Regions from separate parts of the Mus musculus genome. Here region 2 is linked to region 1. A link is a contact called in public HiChIP or PLAC-seq data. All regions are on one chromosome and are shown on one strand. Each heading gives the region's core, a stretch centred on a gene start, on an enhancer-like site or on the middle of the called end of the contact. The rest is flanking DNA. Distances are from core to core; before and after follow the strand shown.

Region 1 (3,073 bases), core at 304-2,803:
TAATGCCAACTACTTAGGAAGCTGAAGCACGAAGAATAACAAGTTCAAAGCCAGCCTGGACAGCATTGTAACACTCTCTCGAAATAAATAAATGCATGCATGCATAAAAAGAGACAAAGCAAAACCCTGAGAGTGTTCACGAACACTGGCTGAACCATGATCAGTGCTAGGCCCTAGACCACACCTACTCCTCCTTCACACTGTCTGGCTTGCTGATTTTCCTAGGTAGGTTTAGGCATTTGCTCCCCTGAGGGTAACACAGCAACTTTCCGTTTAGGACTGGGAAAGGGCAAGAGAAGGAAGGGCTCTTTCTGCCCTCCTGGGAGAACGGAGCTCAGTTAGCTTGCTGTGTAATTTGACAAACTTTTTCACTTCAATCAAATATCTACTAAGGAGCTTACTATATATGCAGGCCATAGTCTATTATTTCTCCAAAACCAATGTATGAATTATTTCTTATCAGCTCCAAACTTCCTTCCTCTAAATACTTAATAGCAGGCTTAAATATTTTAAAGGGGAAAAAAGTCCACCTCACAAAGGTTGTAATCAGAATTTTCCTTGTCACAGGTGGTGGGCTAGAGTAGTTAGTTGAAGACAGAATGCTTGTGCTTTTGCTAAGGCGGTAACAGGGGATTCTACCAAAACGAACAAAAAGTCCAAATGATGTGCACTGAATTACTAAAATATAAATATACTGTGAGAATAAACGGAAACTATACCTATAAGCTAATAAATACCATCTGGAGTTAACATATGCCCTACCTACCAGGTATAGCTCTCGGAAACCGCAAAACTTCCGAAAACGGAATCACTTAAAAGCAGCATCTGCATCCAACTGTAAACCACGCATAGGAAACACCGCGCCAGTTCACAGGCATATGCATCAAAAGTCCTGACGGAGATCAATAGTCCTAACAAGGGCATTACTATTTCTGAAAGGTATCTCCACAGCTACCTTGCTTTTGGAAGAACACATTTCGATTCAGGAAACCGAAGAAGCACTTTAGTCCACAACCTCCTAAAAGCGAGGCAGCGACAACTCCGAGGACCGCCAGGGCGCGATGGGCTGGCTCTGCGCCAAGGGCACACAGGGGATCAGAAGACCACAAGAGACCCCCTCGTCCGCGCCGGGCGCCCCCGCGCGCTCAGTGCCCAACTCCCTCGCCTGGGAAAGTTGCACCCAGAGCCATCCCCGCCCCTCCGGCGCCGCGCCGTCGCCATGGCGACCGCCCCCACCCCACCGCGGCGGACCCCACAGCTCTGCAGCCCGCGGCAGCCTCGGGCTCCGCTCCCAGCGCCGCCCGGACCGGGGATACGGAGCCCAGACACCCGGAAGGCGGGCGCGGGGGAGGATGCGGAGTGCGAAAGGCGCAGTCGCTCGCCGTTCGCCGGGTCCGCGCTGGCCCGGGCGTCCTCACCCTTCACTTTCCCGAAGGTGCCGACACCAAGCGTGTCCCCCAGGATGTAGTGGCCGATCTTCACCCGCCCGTCGTGCTTCTGCTTCTCGGCCGTCGCCATCTTTCTCCAGGAACTGAGTCTGCGCATGGCGCCGCGGGAGGGGGCGGAGGGGGCGGGCAGGGCCGCGCCGGGGGCGGGCGGGCGCCGAGGGGGTGGGGACGCGGGTGCGCCGCGGTGGGGCGCAGTCGCCGGCCACCGCCCGCGCAGGCCCCGCAGTCCCCGCAGCCGGCCGCCGAGCGCACTCGCTCCCCCTGGCGGGCTAGGCGGCGGGAGCGGCGCCGGTACTCGCCTCGGCGCCCCGCATCCCTCTGCGCGCGCCCGCGCTTCTGCGCGCGGGAGGGCTTCCCCCGCCGCGGAGCCGACCGCGGCCACCCGAGGGTCTGTGGGTGCGGTACAGCACCCCACCCCCGTAATTCCCAGGAGGACGATGCTTGCTTACACGTTGCCCGGGGATAGCGCGGCGTGCTTTGAAACAAGACAGGGGACACCGCCCTACCACTGACTTGAAATCTTGATTTTCATCTCATCTCGGTGTCATCTGGAAGCCAAGGGTGTTTTCACTTGCACTTTTAATACTTACCACTGCTTTAAACAAAAAAAAACTCTGAGCCAGTAAATTACTATGGGACACCGCACATCCTGGAGAGACTTCCTAGGAAATTTGCTACCGTCAAATTTCCCCTGTGGAATGTGTGTGAGCTATGTGAATTCCAGAAAGAGGTGTTATCCCGAACTTATCGTGTTTAGAAACTAATATTTTTACATTTTCAATAAAATGTACATTTTCAGTCCACTTGAAAAAGTGTGTTGTTTGTATAAATGGAGCCATATCCAGTCACCAAAGAAGTGTGTTTATTTGTAACAGGATTTTGAAGTGAATCTGTTACTCAGTTCTAACAATAGGTAAAAATATATATGTCATCCTTCGATTTTGCAATTTGAATCTCTATCAATGTCGATGGAGAAAAAGGATGGAGTTTTGTTTTTGTGGTTTTTTTTTTTTTTTTTTTTTTTTTTTTGGAGACGAAAAATGTCATTTTTCTTTGGGATGAAAATTACCAACACTCCTAGTTTTCCCATATTCTGGCTTATGACATCAAAGCAATGTAACATCAAACGCTTTTGTTCCAAGAAAAAGTATTCAGGGGGAAGAAAGCTGCTTTAAGGTTTGAGCAATAGTTCTCAACCTTCTTAATGCTATGACCCTTAATACAGTTCCCCATGTTGTGGTGACCCGTCTCCCATCATAAAGGTATTTTCAATGCTATTTCATAGCTTTTTTTTTTTTTTGCTACTTTTATGAATCGCAATGTAAATATCATTGTTTCCTGATGATCTAAGGGGGTTGATCCCGTAGTGGGTCGTGACCCACGGGTTGAGAAACACCTGCTTCTCCGCCAAGAACAATAACTGGGAGCAATCTTCGTTAATCAACTCTCTATTTTACAAGGATTACTATAAGGCAGAAATAGCTCTGGATTCTCTCAAGGAGGGGGAAACCCTTTCAATTCTCCCACCCCTTGATCTGGCATTTTAAGTTACTTCACATTTGCCCAGGAAGGTTCTACTGTTTCTTTTAATCTACAAGAAATCAGTGGTCTCAGGCTGTAGCTCG
Region 2 (3,073 bases), core at 354-2,853, 62 kb before region 1:
ACAAGACTAATAATCAATGCACACCCCCACCTTTTATTTTAAGATTGAGAGCCAGGTATTCAATTAATATCTTCAACTGTAGCCACAAGCAGCTAAACTACCTGAGTAACTGCACAATTGCCCTTAGCACACTTGCTGCAGTCTTCAGAGACTGTGCACCGTTTCCTGCTCTCTAGGCAATGTTAATGACTGCTCTTCTTTCCAGGTACTTGAGCACGTCTGCAGTCCCAGGGCTGTGAATCACTGACAATCTCTGTCATGTGCCATTGTGTACTATCTTCTCTTAAATCATTTCTTGTTGTTTTCAAGACCCTTCACTTTCTCAGTATGTGTTTTGTATGTACAATGCACAATACCTGGTAATAAACAACTGCTATTCATATTCTCTAATATAAATTATAATCATATAATACATATAATAGTGTGTGTGTGCGCGCGTGTGTGCATAGTGTACACTTGTGCTGATGTGTGTGTGCAGGCGTTAGGACAGCATCCTCCTTTATTGCTGTCGATGTTATTTCCTTGAGACAGGTCTTTTCTGAGCCTGAAAAATGCAGGTTTTGTAAGGGTAGTTGGCCAGTGAGCTCCTGGGATCCACTATCTCACAGTCAACAAAGCGGGGATCACAGGCACACATGTGCAGGTTTTAAATGAGTGCTGGAGATTTGGACAAAGGTCCTTACGCTTATTCAGCAAGAATTCTTATCAACTGAGTCATCTCCCCATCTAACTCACAAACTTTTTATTGCTATTTTAGAGTTCATTTCTTATACTTAGGAGAGCAAGTTTACTGTATCTTGTACAATCACCAGAAGTGAAACTCCATACATCCTGTTCTCACTGTCTCCCTTCAGCACACCAGAGGCAACTCAAGAGACTAACCTAAACCATCCAGGTTGTTATTTAGTCCAATTCTTTTTCTTTATACCACATGCATAATTGTGTGGGCCTTAAACATATTTCTCACTTTTCCATTGCACTTGGACACAGCAAAGAGATTTGTGAGTTATATGTTAGCAAACGCTAACAGTCACTGAGCAGACTGCAGTGCCAGTTACGTGACCTTCATTACTCTACTGGAACTGGACCCTCACCAGAACCCCAGGTGGCATTAGTCATTATCTCCACTTCATAAATAAGAGAGCTGAAGATTAAAGAAGCTACCTTCCCAAATATAGCTAATGCTGCAGCTACAAGGGTCGGGTAGGATTTGAAGGCACCAAGTGTAACATCAGAGCCTCATGCTAAGCCACACTTGGTCCTATTTCCTCACAAGGCATCCTTTTCAAAAGGCCATGTAAGTTTTTGTAAGTATACTCCATGATGCAGTCTTCAGAGGTTATACATGATATTCATGTATACACATGAAACTGCCTAGCGATCCACATCTCAGAACATGTCCACTACATTACAGAAAATATGCTGCATGTAAAGACCCGGACTCCGTAAAGCCAGGGGGTGGGGGTGGGGTGGCTCCATCAGGAAAGTGCTTGCTGCACAAGCCTGAGGGCGTGAGTGCAGTTCCTCTGCACACACATAAACCTCAAACACAGCACAAGCTTTTGAAATATCACCACTGTGGTGACAGACAGGAGGATCTCCCGGATGGACTGGCCAGCCAAGGTAAGTCTCATACCATCTTGACAAAGCACAAAGAGTGCATAGTGGGAGTGTGCTTTACGAAGTTTGCTTTTATACTCATTAAAGGCGTGGCGGTCAAACCACAGGTTTGTGTTTTGTTGGTTTTTTTTGGTTTTCCGATCAGAGTTTCTCCGTGGAGCCCTGGCTGTCTTGGAACTCACTCTGTAGACCAGGCTGGTCTGTGCTCAAAGCTTAACTACGAGTTAAATGTTCAATTAAAGGAAGGCGGTAACCTCTGATTCCAGCCAAATCATACAGAAATAAGTAAGCCTAGACCACTGTTAGAGCCTTTTGGGGCTTTGAGGGGCTTTTGCAACCAGTTCTTATACAATGTAGCCTTGGCTGGCCTGGAACTTACTACATAGGCCAGGGTAGCCTCAAAGTCCGATCCACCTGCCTCTGACTCCTGAGTGCTGAGATTACAGGAATGTACCACTGAGCCCAGCTCCTTCATAACCTGCAGCTCACAGAATTCCTCGATGAAAAGACATCTACCTGAGCACTGTTTAATTCTAGGTGAAAGGCTTCTAATAATGTGGGGACCGTGTGGCCACCTTCCCCCCTCATTACTCAGACTACCTCCTTATTCGTCTCAGCTGTTTGTCAGTATCGTTTTACCATGTTTTCTATTCTTGAGTTTCTTGCATGAAATACAATCCCATGCACCCCATTACCCTCCTGCAGCCCCCCTCACCCCCTAACAGGTTCCCTCCCAATTTTTCTTCCCTCCTCTTCTCCACAGCCCAGGAGGTCCAATCAGAGCTACCCATGTAAGCATGGTTGCTGGACTGCACAGGAGGGTGGGCAACCTGCCAGCTCTACCCCAACTTTATGACGCATCAGCACAATTCTGGGTTGTTCCCCAAGAAATCACAAACCTCGGTTTTTAAATGTATTGTACTTTTTATACACATATGAAACATTCCTCCATTCCTTTAGACCAAAAGATTCTCTCTATAGCATACTTGCTTAAAGACTGACTATTATACAGTTATAGGAGATATTATAGTTACTCAGTAGCACCTTTGTTGGTAGGTATTAGAAACTGGGTTTTAACCAGTCCTTTTTTCAAGTGAAGGAAGACCACAAGTTCTTTCACCCAGGCCATAGCTACCTGGAACAAAGAAAACTATGTAATCCAAACAAGCCAAGCCATTGTCTAGTTGACTCTGTATAACTTCTATGGCCTGGTCCAACCGGCATAAGCCTATCAGATTCCTCTTTGTGGAATCTGAAAACAGGAAACTCAAGAGTTGAAACTATGTAGAGAAGCAAACTGACAAAATAAGAAAAGTAGTAATAAGATACAGAAGAGAAACTCACTGCCTGTGGTACTTTGAATAAAAAAGGCCTCCAGCCTCCCACTTCTCAGAGGAGAAGAGAGGCCATATGTGAAGCGATGTCAGGAGGGGATATAAAGTGATAAATAAAT

Evidence for each region. HiChIP or PLAC-seq counts read pairs in DNA pulled down with a chosen protein or histone mark.
Region 2: an HNF4G HiChIP or PLAC-seq map of pancreatic cancer cells shows a contact between it and region 1. The contact joins the enhancer-like site here to the promoter of Prkaa1 in region 1. A contact is called at or near these places in 4 of 39 promoter capture datasets (hematopoietic stem and progenitor cells, liver and trophoblast stem cells), 2 of 484 Hi-C or Micro-C datasets (CD4 T cells and ventricular fibroblasts) and 5 of 115 datasets of contacts at active chromatin or transcription factors (CD8 T cells, embryonic stem cells, extraembryonic endoderm stem cells and 1 more).

Annotation. Positions count from the first base shown.
Region 1 is chr15:5,142,341-5,145,413 of GRCm38.p6, reverse strand. It overlaps Prkaa1 (protein kinase, AMP-activated, alpha 1 catalytic subunit), which reads right to left and starts at 1,553. Exons shown (of 9, transcript NM_001013367.3): 1 at 1,419-1,553. The coding sequence starts at 1,545.
Region 2 is chr15:5,203,976-5,207,048 of GRCm38.p6, reverse strand. The region is part of intron 2 of Ttc33 (tetratricopeptide repeat domain 33); the gene reads right to left. Among named protein-coding and RNA genes, the nearest start is that of Ttc33, 20 kb to the right of the region's middle. Within about 2 kb of position 1,603, at least 10 of the 459 cell types and tissues checked have an H3K27ac peak or open chromatin away from gene starts, as enhancers often do. A contact at or near this core is called in pancreatic cancer cells, where this site is marked.